Regions from separate parts of the Mus musculus genome. Here all the other regions are linked to region 3. Evidence: chromatin contacts called from public HiCAR-type and promoter capture Hi-C data. All regions are on one chromosome and are shown on one strand. The core of a region is the stretch at or near the end of the contact, and the rest is flanking DNA. Distances in the headings are between cores, read along the strand shown.

Region 1 (4,347 bases), core at 1,736-4,235, 2.2 Mb before region 3:
CTTCTTCTTCTTTTCTTCTTCTTCTTCTTCTTCCTTCTAATTCTTCTTCTTCTTCTTCTTCTCCTCCTCCTCCTCCTCTTCCTCCTCCTTCTCCTCTTCCTTCTTCTCTTCCTTCTCCTTTCTTCTCCTCCTCTTCCTCTTCCTTCTCCGTCTCTTCCTTCTCCTCCTCTCTTCTCCTCCTCCTCTTCCTCCTCCCCCTCTTCTCCTCTCTAGTTGAGCATCTCTGGAAACAATCTCACAGTTATGATTGGATGTGTGTCTCTTTGCTGCTCTCAAACCTAGTCAGTAGTGCAGATTGACACTCATCAGTCCATTCTGTCAACACACCAGACAAGTGTCACTTTGAAATCATGATATTCCACCTCTATCCCAGGAAGAAAAAAAAATCTCATGTTAATTTTATAACACAAAATGTATTTATTACATTTCATGAAGTACCCAAAGTATAAATGTTCCAGGAGTATTCAAAAGTATAAGCATAAAGTTTCTACTGGGGCTCAATCAATCTCTTATGGTGAGACCCAGCAGAAAAAGTTACATATTTCTAATATACAATGGCACAAAATCCAACAGAGAGCAGTAAGGGCATAGTTAAGAATGATGAGACCATAGCAAGACCTAAACTGAGGAGGTGAACACCAAACTCTGCAGCTCTGTATCTGGCATCTGCAGCTTATACTGGAATCATCTGGGCCTCGTCTGGGGTGGTGGGTACCCCTGCCCACTCAGGTCTCCAACCTAGAGTTGACCATTTACATGGACTGCTTTCACTCCTGTTTAGTTGGAAAATCAACAGCATCTGCTTCACACATACTTCAGGAAAAGGAAAGCCATTTAATTAAAAATCTGAAAAGCTCAAAGGTTGTCTCTCATGTTAGCAACCTGGTATTTTGTTTATTGTGAAGTGACCATAAGCTAAATTTCTATAGACTAAAAGCTATTCAATATATTGCAAGTCCTGCAAGTTCCATGCTATAGTTGTCTCCTGGGCTCCACATTGGACTGGCTCCTGGACACCTCACTATTCTCAGATACAAAATCAGAATGATGGCTAAGCTCGGCTACATACCAGTCACCCCAACCCTCCAAGCTCAGCCAGTTTTCTCTTTTATTTGTAAATTCTGGATCTGTGCTCAAGAGCTTTTTGAACATTTGTCTTTACCCCTGTTTTGTAAAGTCCTAGAATTAAAAATTAAGACACACACTTACTGTCTTAATTTCATCATTACTGTGAAGAGACATTATGACCAAGGCGACTCTTATAAAGGAAAGCATTTAATTGAGAGTAGCTTGCAGTTTTAGAGGTTCAGTCCATTATTACTATGGAAGGAAATATGGCAGCATGCAGGCAGCCATACTAGACAAGCTGAGAGTTCTACATCTTGATTGGAAGGCAGTCAGGAGGAGACTGTGTTCCACACTGGGCGGAGCTTGGATACAGGAGACCTCAAAGCCAGGCCCCCACAGTGATACACTTCCTCCAACAAGACCACACCTCCTAATAGTGCCACTCCCTATGTAATTCAAACACATAAGTCTATGGGGGCCTTACCTATTCAAACCCCCACACTTGCTACATGATAGTGACAGATGTCCACAGAGGAAATTCAGCGAGTTAGGTTCCAAATGTCTACATTTGAAATGGACAACTATTGTTGAATAAATATCTTCAGAAATTTGTATTTTAAAATTAACCAGTAAGCCAACTTTGTTCTCATAACATGTATTGTATATTCGGTTTTGATCCACAGGTATTTCAGTAAATTATAGAAAATGAAAGATGAGATTTTATATGTTCAAAATCAAGCCATTTCTTTTTAATGCCATAAAGTAATATGTTCCTAAATCACATACCCGGAATTTGATGCTAATTTTAAGAATCTAGACTATTAGACAGCCCAGAACCTTGTTTCAGTAGGAATTTCTTTCTCAAATATCCAATATTTGAAGTTTAGGTGAAATTTTAAGCTTTCTTTTTTTAACATAGGCAGAATCATATAAATCAATGAAATAAACGCAGGAAGGAAATGTTTCCATTTTTTATAGGACAACTTAGCTTGCAACTCCGCCTAATCATGTTGACGTGTTACAAAGCCACTAATGTCAAAATTTTTTAGAGACTAGGCTAAGCAATGTCTAAGTGGCTAGTGGCACCTCTAAGAGATCCTTTCTGAAACCTGGGTAAAACCAGTTTGGGTTTTAACTGTCACAATTTAGATGCAGAAAGAACCCAGTAGGTGAGGATGTGAGCCTTGCTCACAGTTGGAGCAGAAACTGGTAGAGGTCCGGAAGACCATTCCAGTGAGGTCTTCCCAATCAACTGGTCTACAGAAAAGGGCAATGGTTGGTTCCTTCCTTAGAACCACAGCTCCCGTTGTTACTGGACCAGACTGCAAAGACTGCTGTTGTAACTAGTTGTGGCCACCGGACCAGACAGAAATACTTGTGAAGTATGCAATTGCAGAGAAGTTAAAAGTTACCTGTACTTGGGTTAAATATTAAAGGGCCTTATGGAGGAAGTGGCGTTTGAGGGAATTACAGATTTAGGATAAATCTGTGTCAGATGTCTTCACAAGGACGCTCGATCATTATACATTATAGTCGTGTGTGTGTGTGTGTGTGTGTGTGTATGTGTGTGCGCGCGCGCGCGCGTGTGTGTACACTCCCTCCTTCCGGCTTGGATGTTCCTTTAGAAATTTCTGGAGGTATGCATGCAACCAAGTGCTACATTAATGTAATCAAAGTCTGACCGCAGACACTGACAGTGTGTGAGTGGGTGCGTGGTGGTGAATTCCTGGGGCTTCTAAGGTCCTTGTCTTGATGGTCTTCGGCCTCTGAGGGCTTGTGGAGCAAAGTGGAGAGGTAGGTGGCCCCAGGAATGCAGAAGAGGGTGGGACTTGATGCCACTTGAGGCCGACCGCGGGGAGGCAGTGCGGGCTCCGGGCGGCAGGGGGCGCCGTCGAGCGGCCGCGCCGGGCCCAGCACCGACCCTGCGGTTCTCGCAGACCGTCCGCCATGCGCGCGCTGCTGCCGCTGCTGAGCGTCGGCCGAGGGTGGCGCGTGGGGGCCGCCGCCCGCCCTCCGCGCCGCGTCATGTCCCTGTACCGCACGGAGGAGCTGGGCCATCCCCGCTCGCAGGACTACCGCCTGTTCTTCAGTAAGTCGTTCGCCCAGCTCCGCGCCGGCCGGCGGAGGGGCCGCGGCGCCGTGCCCTGCCCTGCCTTGCTCTGCCCGGCCGGGTCCGCAGCCCGCGCCCAAGCCCGCTGCGGAGGGGACCGGTCTCGGTGCGCAGGGTGGCGCGGGGCCAACCGCCCTCTGCAGCGACCGCAGCCGGCCCGCGGCGCTGAGCTCCTCCCGCTGACCTCCGCGCCGTGGCCCGCCGCTCGCCCGCGCCGCCTCCTGGGCGCTGCTAAGCCCATCCGCCTCCGTACGGCCGCAGAACTTTGGGGACCGGGGTCTTCACTCCGAAAGCGAGTTTGCCTGCGACCGCGACCTTGCTGTCAGCGCAGGCGTACAGGCAGGGAGGAAGTGGGAGGAGAATGTGAGCCAGGCGCTGGGATAGGCTTGTGTGCACAACGCCATCACGAAACCTTTTGTTTGGTAAGGTTAACTTAAAAACAGCAACAGTCAACTGAGTTTTTAACCTAAAAGTTTGCACCCTGAATGCCATCCACAAGCAGGAGATTGGCCGGCGTTCTGGCGAGAATGTGGTGCCTTTTCTTGCCCTGTACGTTGAGCAAAACCTAGAAAGAGGGCCGTCTGGGCTGCCCTGGGCTGACGCCAAAGACAGAAAAGCTCCTGGCCACTTTCCTTTTTCTTTTCACTCTGTAGGTCTCGTTAACAATCGCGTGAAAATAGCCACGTAGATGGGTTGCTTTCAGGCCTCCTTTACTTAATACCAGGTAGCGGAGCGGTTGCAATGTCAAGGCTTGTGCACACCTCTTAGGAGGTTCCGCCCTGAAGAGGTGAAGCTAAATCTTGTTCCGAGACCCCCATGCTGGATGAGTGTCTTAACTTGCTAAGTATTAGAATTTTTTTCCCCTATAAGATAGGGCTGCAGAAGCGGCTATGTATGTTCAAAGAAGTCACCGGACTTATAGTATAACTTGAAATCATTAATAACTGTACTTTGATTTTTACAGTTACTTTTCTGGAGCTGAAGGTTGAAGATTATTTTGTGATAAAGGAGCAAACCTAGCTTAAACTCTTTTTTTTTTTTTTTTTTTGTATTATTTTGAGACAGGGCCTCACTGGGCAGCCCTGGGCAGCTTGGAACTCACAGTAGTACACCTCCCTCTGTCTCCTGGATTGAACACATGGGGCACTTCGAATGGCAAACTCTTGTCA
Region 2 (4,809 bases), core at 889-3,388, 2.4 Mb after region 3:
TCATCGACACCTGAAATCTAGGACAACCAGCCACGGACGTGTGGGCGCGACCGCCGCTGTGTACAGCGCAGCCATCCTGGAGTACCTCACCGCAGAGGTAAGCGGGAGTACGCCTGTGATCTGGAAAAGCTCTGGGGGGGCGGGGGAAAGTGGCGAGAGAGGAGGAAAGTGATGCAAGAAAACTCGCAGGCCCTAAGAGCGGCGCGCAGACCGAGGGAGCGCTAGAGGGAGCTCGCGTTCAGCCGAGGAGGCTGCTGGGCCAGAGTGTGCTGCTCCTGCAAATGCAATTGCGTGCCCCTTCGGGGTTTTTTGGGTGGTTTTTTTTTTTTTTTTGCATAATTCTGCATAATTTTATCATTCAGGTAGTAGGGAATGACAACAGTTGGTAAATAACACCATTGAGGTTCAAAGATCTTGATTGAAAGTAAGTTGGAATATTGATCATCAGATTTTTATTTATTTTTTGCCTTTTAGGTACTTGAGTTGGCAGGAAATGCGTCAAAAGACTTAAAGGTAAAGCGTATCACCCCTCGTCACTTGCAGCTTGCTATACGTGGAGATGAAGAATTGGATTCTCTGATCAAAGCTACCATTGCTGGTGGTGGTATGTCATCCCTAAACTCCTAACATTCTATTTAAGAAGAAAATTCCTACACTCCCATTGTTTCTAGAAGAGATTTCAGTACAGGGTGCTTTCATGGGGTTTGGCTTTCCACTTAGTTTTTGCTAAGATCATTGTTCATCCCTCAAGTTTTCACTTTGTATATGAATTTTACCTGCTTTGAGTTCATGTATTGTTTTTTTAAATGTTTATCCAGAAGGTAGACTTAATCTGTGTCCCTCTCCTAGGTGTCATCCCACACATCCACAAATCGCTGATCGGGAAGAAAGGACAACAGAAGACTGTTTAAGGATGCCTGGATTCCTTATTATCTCAGGACTCTAAATATTCCTAACAGCTGTCCAGTGTTGGTGATTCCAGTGGACTGTATCTCTGTGAAAAACACAATTTTGCCTTTTTGTAATTCTATTTGAGCAAGTTGGAGGCTTAATTAGCCTTCCAACCAACCAAATTTCTGCATTCGAGTCTTAACCATATTTAAGTGTTACTGTGGCTTCAAAGAAGCTATTGATTCTGAAGTAGTGGGTTTTGATTGAGTTGACTGTTTTTAAAAAACTGTTTGGATTTTAATTGTGATGCAGAAGTTATAGTAACAAGCATTTGGTTTTGTACAGACATTGTTTCCACTCTGGTGGATAAGCTCAATAAAGGTCATATCCCAAACTAGCTTTAAACTTGCTTAATAATCGGGACTTACCTTAGATCTCACTCAGCAACAAGTACATTCTCTGCTTACTAATTAAACAGTGCATCTGTAGTCATAACCCCGTGGTACTTTTGTTGTTTCTTTGTATCATATGACCTCTTAGGGTCTTAAAACTTGGGAAGAAGCTGGAGGTAACTGCTTTTGGCGTCCCCCCCCCCCCCAATTGACAGTTAACTAATGTGAAAGGGCCTGTATCCTAAGGTGGGACACAAGTACAGAGACCCTCAGGGTACAACGAAAGTACCTCCACCGAATGAACTTCGGATATAATTTGCTTTTAGTGACCAGACACAGGTGTGAAATGCTAGTCACATCTTGATTCATGCCAAGCATGTTCCATTATTATACATTGACCCCTTTCCCCTCCCTGAGCCTTAAGACATGTATCCTAATTCCTGGAGCAAATCAAACAGAATAGGAGGTGCTTAAGCAGCCTATGTGGATGAAAGAACTTCCTGCCTTACAGCTGCTTTAACCCAAAGAGCTGCATTGTACCTGCCAGGTGGCAGGTGGGTCAGATGTGCCGCTGAGAAGGGCTGGGGAACTGCGGGGGTTGGGGGTTCCAGGGCTTCCGATCCAAAGCAGGAAGCGCCTGTAGGACGAATCCATGCGGCAATCACTCCCTAACGGAGGCCCAGGGCTTCCCAAGACCTAAGGGCCAGGAGGCCTGGCCTCTGATCCTTGTGGATCTGGTCGTGAGGGTCCCTGTCCCCACCCCGGTGGCGCGGAAGGCGGGCTCCGGGCCACACCGGAGCCTAGGGGCCGGGGCGTCCGCGCTCCGCCAACCCACGGCCTCCCCGCCCTCCTCCCGGGTTACCGCGTCGGCTTTACGGTCCGCCAGGCCCGGGAGGGACGCGGCTGGCGCCGCTGCGGCCGCGGGGGGCGGGGAGGCGGCCGTGAGGAGGCGGAGCTGCGAGGCCGCCCGTCGCCGGGCCGCCGCCGCGGTGCCCGCTCCTCCCCGCGCCGTGCCGCGCCGTGCCCCGCCCGGCCGCCTCGCCTCCTCCGCGGCGGGCCCCCCTCGCAGCTGCGCGGCCGCGGACACCGAGGCAGGCGCGAGCCATGGAGGGCAACCGCGACGAGGCGGAGAAATGCGTGCAGATCGCTCGCGAGGCCCTGAGCGCCGGCAACCGCGACAAGGCCCAGCGCTTCCTCCAGAAGGCCGAGAAGCTGTACCCGCTGCCGGCCGCGCGCGGTGAGCCCCGGCCCCCGCCGTGACCCCGGCCCCCGCGCCCTGCGCCCCGCCGGCCGCGGCCGCTCCAGCACTCAGGGACACAGGCGGGGCGCTGTGGGGTGCTGGGTGACGGGTCCCCTCCCCAGATCAGCCTAGGCCCCTGTGAAGTGACAGGAGCGGGGACTCCAGCGGCTTCTCGGGCTTCACCATCCCCGGGTTCTGTAATTTGTCCGTTCCTTAAGCAAGTATCTTCGAATACCTTAGATGACACTGCTTTTCCCAGGGAGGAGAGAGCCCTTACAAGACAGCTCCACTTTCGAAAGGGATGGTGAAGTTATTGATGATTCCTAAATAGTGTCTGGTTTGATATGGCACCGTAAGTACCCGCAAGTTCGGTACATCGCTAAAGAGTAGGCTATGGACTTACCCTACTTTAATTCACCTTATTCATTGTCTAACTCTACAGTCAACACAACACTCACAAAGCGCCACGAGTTGTGCCTAGTATTTTATATGCCCCTCTTATTCCTCAGAAAAGTACCGTGTTATTTGACCATGTGCAGAAACTTTTGCCAAATGAATGAATGAATGAATGAAATGAATGAAAATACCTTGCCCAAGGTCGTATAGGAATGGGCAAAGTCATAATAGGCACTGAGTTTTAATCTCTACAAGGCCTTTACTACCGTTTTTTGGTTTTGTCTTTTTTTTTTTTTCCCATGCCCATAGGATGACATTTAACTGTTGTTGAAAGAATTTCCAGGTTAAGAGGATTAAGAGGAAACTTGATAAGCAGCCCCCTGTTTTAATTTATTGTTTTCTTAATTCTTTTTACATCGTTGAAGCCTTTTATCTCTGCTGATTTTCACTTTACCTTTTTGTTAGCATTGGGACAGGGCAGGAAAAGATAGTGAAAGAAAAGTTAATTGTAAAAAGTGTGAAATAAAAATTATCATTTTTAGGTGTACAGTTTAGTAGTGTTAAGTATTTTCATGCGTACCACAGGATCGGTATTTTTTTGTTTTTTATCTTACACCAGTTAAGTAACCCCCTGTACTCTCCTGTTTCCTGGTAGCTCCCTTGCTACTGTCCATTCTCATAGACTAGTCTAATTTGGTACCTGATCTATGTGAAATCGTACAGAATTTGACTTTGCATGTCTGCATTATCTATTTACTTACTAACTTCAGATTTCATCCATATTGCAACCCGCGACAGATTTCCTTTTTTAAAATTGCTGAACAGTATTCTATTATTTATATACCCATGTGCCTAGGTGTGGCTGTGCACATACACATTTAACATCACCTTTTCTTTTTGGAGGGTATTTATTTAGCGCGTTGCGTGCATGCGTGCGTGCAGAGGAATAGGTCTCTCCCCACATAGTGTAGAGATTGAGCACAGGTCTAAGCTTTGACACTAGCTGTCACAAATTCTTACTTAGTCCCTGTCAATGATGTTTGGGTTGCTTCCACCTCTTTTGTGTTGAGTAATGTGCCTATGAGCATGAGTGTCTACAAGCCTGATTTCAGTTCTGCATATATACCCAGAAGTGGGATTCTTGGGTCATATGGTAATTCTAATTTTGATTTTTGAGGAACCAGCACATTGTTTTTCCAGCCCGGCTGCACCATTTTCGTACGATCCGCGTGGTTCCAGCTTCCCAATGTCTGGCAGAGCGTGGCAGCTCCGTTTTTTATTTGCAGTGATAGTCACTAGTGACTATGGGGACAGGTCGCTGGCGTTTTGATATCATTTCTCTGATGATTAATGATGTTGAACAGTTTTTCATTTGGCGACTTGTATTTTCTTGGGAGAAAAGTCCTCTAAGTTGTTTGCTCATTTAAAAATCAATCTAAGCTAGTTCCAGGACAGCCAGGGCTACACAGAGAAACCCTGTCTCAAAAAAACCAACCAACCAACCAACCAACCAAAAACCCAATCAACCATCCAACAAAATCAGACTGTTGTTATGGATATCGAGTTATAAGGGCTCTTATATATTCTGGACATTATGTCTTTGTCATTTATATTTTACAGAGCTTATTTGTTCTTTTAGGTCATCTCTCTACCCTGGGGACTGTCATTGGAGGCCTGAGTTTTATGTAGTCGGTTTCATTTGTCAAGTTTTGCTATGTTGTCTGGGCTTTTTGGTGCCATATTCAAGAAATCATTAGCAGGAATTACCCGTAGATCCCTTTTACTGTGTAGATATATTTAAATCAGTTGTCTTCTGCTCTTGGAAGGACACTTTTAATATTAAAGTAGTAAGTACCCTGGGCGAGGCACCTTGGCTTAGAAGGCCTGGCT
Region 3 (4,863 bases), core at 1,350-3,849:
CTGGGTTTGGTGCCTGATTATAGGATGGATCCCCAGGTGGGGCAGTCTCTGGATGGTCCATTCTTTTGTCTCAGATCCAAACTTTGTCTCTGTAACTCCTTCCATGGGTATTTTTTTTCCCTATTCTAAGGAGGAATGAAGTATCCACATGTTGGTCTTCCTTCTTTTTGATTTTCTTGTGTTTGGCAAATTGCATCTTGAGAATTCTAAGTTTCTGGACTAATATCCACTTATCAGTGAGTGCATAATAATGGGTTTAAGAATTTCCACATTTGCAGCTTCTGGCTTGGAATGAGGCACCAGGCTCTTCTGTGTTCCTAATCTCCATGAGCAATTCTATTGGAGCATTCCCCACCTACACCTACAGACTTAATCTTACTTGCTATTATTACTTTAATGAAAAATTATTTATTATTTAATGTGAATTTATATCTCAACGGTATGTATTTATGTCTATATGTATGTACAGGACATGCATGTCTCATGCCATCAGAGGTCTGTAGAGGACCTTGGATTTACTGGGACGAGAGTTACAGGTGTCTGTGAGTCACAAAGTGGGTGCTGGAAATTGAATGCAAGTCCTCTGCAAGAATGAGTGTTCTTGAACTTGGCCTGGCAAAATGGTTCCCACAAAGAAAAGCGGCGAGCAGAAGAGCCATTCTGCCATAAAAGAAGTGATGACCAGAGAATGCGCCATTAGCATTCTCAAGCACACACACCGAAGTAGGCTTCAAGGAGCGTGCCCCTTGGGACATTTGCCATGAAGGAAATGGGAACTCCAGATGTTTACACTGATGCCGGGCTCAATGCTCCATCATATATTCATGTACGTTTGTCCAGAAAACATAATGAGGATGGGGACTCACCAAACAAATTCTACAAACTGTTAACTTACCTACCTGGTACCACATTCAGAAATCTATAGAAGGTCGGTGTGGATGAGAACTAACCTGCTGAATGCCGAATGAAGTTGCAGATCTGCCGACTAAACAAAAGACAACAAACAAACAAACAAACAAACAAAAAACAAGTGCTCTTAACCACTGAGTCACCTCTCCCGTCCAACCATTGTTACATTTTTGAAACAAGCTGGCTTCAAGGTCCCTATGTAGACAACGACAGTCTTGAACTCCTGATCCTCCTCCCTCTGTCTCCTAAGTGCCTTGATTCCAGGTTATAGCCAGTCACAGTGTCGTTAGACTTCAGGCTTACAGGTTGTGAGCCACTACCTGCACCTCCCTTCACCTGTCTTTTAAACAGTGTAACTTCAAACGCACAGAAAACACCAACTTCAACTTCCTTATGCTTGCTCTTCTGCCTTGAGACAGCTGAACTTTGTCCTCTGGGTACTGCTGTCCTTTCTGAAGCGTCTCTCAATGTCCTTGCTTAAGCTGTAGTAGATATATATATATATATATATTCCGAGTTTTGCTTCATGAGAAGAACCCAGGGGCCAATGAGATAGAGCAGCCGTTAAGGGGGAATGTCTCTAAGCCTGACACCCTAAGTTCTAGCCCTGGGACTCCTCACAAGCTGTCTGCTGACTTCCACACGCTCGCTGTGGCAGGAACCCCCATTCAACTCCTCCATGAAATTAGTAAGTAAAATGTGGGGTGTTTTGTTTATTTAAAAGAAGATGAAGAACCCAGCCTGCGTCTCCGTCTCTGAAATTAGTGTCTGCATTGTTTTGTTTTGTTTTTTTCGAGACAGGGTTTCTCTGTGTAGACCTGGCTGTCCTGAAACTCACTTTGTAGACCAGGCTGGCCTCGAACTCAGAAATCCGCCTGCCTCTGCCTCCCAAGTGCTGGGCTTAAAGGCGTATGCCACCACGGCCCGGCTAAGCGTCTGCATTCTTTTTTTTTTTTTTTTTTTTTTTGACAGGGTTTCTCTGTGTAGCCCTGGCTATCCTGGAACTCACTTTGTTCGAGGAGGCTGGCCTCGAACTCAAAAATACGCCTGCCTCTGCCTCCCAAGTGCTGGGATTAGAGGCGTGCGCCAGCACGCTTGGCATCTGCATTCTTTTAAATTCAGGGAATGGGAATTCTGTTGCTTGTTCAGTCCCACAACTCAACAGTGAAGGAGGGAATTTCAGACTCACCTGTAACACTAACGCAGTTTCATAGGAACCTCAGAAGCAGCTCCATGATGTAGCCACCACTAACAGGGAGCACATGGCGCCTCTCAGTCAACAGTTGAAGCAACCCTACGAGTTTATAGTTAGCACTGTTTAGTCCCAGCAGGTCGCGTATTGAGGGAGCGTTCAGCCTGACAAATCCTGGGGCCGGGGGACCATGTACAATCTGCTGGTCAGGCGTGGTAGGAGCTGTCCCCGGGCAGAGCCTGCGTACTATTGTGGACGCGCACCTGTCGTCTCCCAAATGGTCAGACTCTGCTTTCCAGACTTTTCTGTCGCTTTTCATCATTCGGATGAGCGCCCCACTTACAGGATCGAGCTGGAGCGAGAAGCCCAGCTCACAGGTCGCAGAGACCCTGGCCCTGGGCGGTGCTTGTACCCGCGTGGCGGGTCCCGGCTTCAGTTCCTCCCTGCAGGGCTGCGGGAAGCGCTCAGCTGACCTGGGGGCGGGTCCGTGCTCGGGGCGGGGACACAGCGTCCAGGCCTTGGCAAGGCTTGGGCGACACTGCCGGGTTCCTGCTTGCGAGCGGTCAGCATGCATCTTCACCTGCTCTTGATATTGGCGCTATTTCGGGCCGGCTGCGTGGTGGCAGGTCCTAGCTACAGCCTGAGCGGGAGCTGGCGGGTGAGCAACGGGAATGGCTCCCTGGAGCTACCGGCGACTGTCCCCGGCTATGTGCACAGCGCCCTGCACCAGCACGGGCTGATCCAGGTAGGACGCACAGTCACCCCCCACACCCCCCATGCGGGTCCAGGTCAGTAGGTGCAGCTGTGGGCAGTTGGGGGAATGGCCTGGGAGTTCAGGCCAGTTGTGGACACTGACCCTCCCTCGCTGGGTCTTCAGTGACCTTGGAAGGCGGAAGTTGTGTATATGAAACAAACGGTATGTCTGCTGTCTACTTATTGTGGTGATTCTCTGCTCAAGCATTTCCTAAGAGGACTTACCTTTCTCCCTCCGGACAGGGTTACTGTTGCAATCATCTGGATGCTTGTAGCTTTTAGTTAATCAAAGTTCGCCGACCCTAGGATGTCCGGGTTTTCTTTTTCTGCTTTGAAGCCTCGTGCGTCAGGTTTGAAATAAACACAAGGGATTGGGGAGAGCACTAGTAAAGTTTGGTTGTTGATGCTAATGAGGAGCCTAAATATTTGGGAGGGGAGTGTGTGCAAGTGTGTGTGTGGTGTGTGTGTGTGTGTGTGTGTGTGTGTGTGAGAGAGAGAGAGAGAGAGAGAGAGAGAGAGACCCAGAACCATGAGTATACTAAGCACACATTGTACCACCACCGAACTACACCCCAATCCTAAAGCCTGAATACCGTGCTGACATTTTTTTTTTAAATGAGAGTCTGTCATCCAACAGTGTGGTAGGTTTCTTTATGATAGTTTCATGTGAGTGCACCATGTTCTCTGCCCATATTCACTTTTTACTGGGTCTTGCCACCACGTGATCCCTCCCTCGTTCAAGGAGTTTCTTTCCATTATGGTGTCCTATATACGTACACTTATGAATACATATATTTACATCTAGAGTCAACATGAGTAAAAACATGCCATATCTTGTTTTCATTCTCATTTGTCTTATGTTGTTGTTTTGTTACCAATTTTTATTGTCTTCATTATCCTTACCTTCTTTTTTTTTTCTGGCTTTTGAGACAGGATCCCATGTAGTTCAGGCTGACCTTGAATTCCCAATGTAACTGAGGACCACCTGAACTCCTGATCCTCCTGCCTCCTCCTCCCATGTGCTGGAGATATAAGTGTTTACCATCATGCACAGCCTAATTACATCATTTTTCCTATGGAAAATGTGTGTGTGTGTGTGTGTGTGTGTGTGTGTGTGTGTGTGTGTGTGTGATTTTCTTTAACCATTTGTCTGTTAGTGGGCATCTGGGCTGATTCCATCACTTGGCTATCATGCCGCAACCAAATGGCTACACAGATATTTCTGCACTATGCTGTCCTAGGATCCTTCAGGTATCGGAAGGAGTGGTGCAGCTGTTATGGGGGAGGGGGGGGCTTATTCCTAGTGGTTCTTTTTATTGCTATTGTTTTTGAGACAGAGTTGTTTTTGTTTTGTATTCTTTGTTAATTTGCCTTGTTTGCTTTTTTTTTTTTCAAGACAGGGTTTCTCTGTGTAGCCCTGGCAGGCTGGCTTCAAACTTCACAAGTTTCTGCCTTCCGAGTGCTAGGATTAAAGGCTTGAGCTACTAATACAGGTTGAGTGTCACCATTTTTAATGGTTTGAGGAACATCCATGCTGAACTACATAGTAAGCCTGCATAATTGTGTGTGTGTGTGTGTGTGTGTGTGTGTGTGTGTGTGTGTGTGATCCAGAGGTTGGTGTTGACTGTCATCAGTCATATTTACCTTATTTATTGAGTCCGGGACTTTCACTGAACCCCAAGCTCAGTGAATGCCTAGACGAGTTAGCCACAGTCTCCACTCTCCCATTGCCAGGATTACAGTGGAATCTCAACCCGGGCCCTCCTTGAGGACAAGCACTTCACCAGCTGAACCACGTCCCCAGGACGTTTGCCTGCACAATTTTGAAAGCTTTCTAAGTGACCAAGCCAGCTCAATCAGTCAACCGGGTCTCAAGGGAGGGAGTGAGGATTGAAAAAGAAAAAGCAATTAGACAAAATGATAACCCGACCCCAGCCAGTGCTGAGGCTGAAGCAGCTTTAGTTTTCTGCAGCTTTTGTACCATTCTAGGTGCATCCAGACATCACGGT

What was found. Promoter capture Hi-C pulls out the DNA fragments that hold promoters and counts their contacts. HiCAR-type assays count read pairs that join an accessible place to other places.
Region 1: a contact with region 3 is called in a promoter capture Hi-C map of hippocampal neurons, with 3 times the contacts expected there. The contact joins the promoter of Ppa2 here to the promoter of Manba in region 3. A contact is called at or near these places in 3 of 39 promoter capture datasets (hippocampal neurons, liver and pre-B cells) and 1 of 115 datasets of contacts at active chromatin or transcription factors (astrocytes).
Region 2: a HiCAR-type map of astrocytes shows a contact between it and region 3, with 5 times the contacts expected there. The contact joins the promoter of Dnajb14 here to the promoter of Manba in region 3. A contact is called at or near these places in 1 of 39 promoter capture datasets (stem cell-derived epiblast-like cells) and 2 of 115 datasets of contacts at active chromatin or transcription factors (astrocytes and pro-B cells).

What each region holds. Positions count from the first base shown.
Region 1 is chr3:133,307,125-133,311,471 of GRCm38.p6, forward strand. Ppa2 (pyrophosphatase (inorganic) 2) reads left to right here and starts at 2,986. Exons shown (of 12, transcript NM_146141.2): 1 at 2,986-3,157. The coding sequence starts at 3,016.
Region 2 is chr3:137,865,537-137,870,345 of GRCm38.p6, forward strand. It overlaps Dnajb14 (DnaJ heat shock protein family (Hsp40) member B14), which reads left to right and starts at 2,139. Exons shown (of 8, transcript NM_001033155.1): 1 at 2,139-2,520. The coding sequence starts at 2,388. H2az1 (H2A.Z variant histone 1) reads left to right here. Exons shown (of 5, transcript NM_016750.3): 3 at 1-97; 4 at 475-604; 5 at 850-1,386. The coding sequence ends at 911.
Region 3 is chr3:135,483,012-135,487,874 of GRCm38.p6, forward strand. It overlaps Manba (mannosidase, beta A, lysosomal), which reads left to right and starts at 2,600. Exons shown (of 17, transcript NM_027288.3): 1 at 2,600-2,846. The coding sequence starts at 2,670. It overlaps Gm30992 (a long non-coding RNA gene), which reads right to left and starts at 2,590. Exons shown (of 3, transcript XR_376111.4): 1 at 2,099-2,590; 2 at 951-985.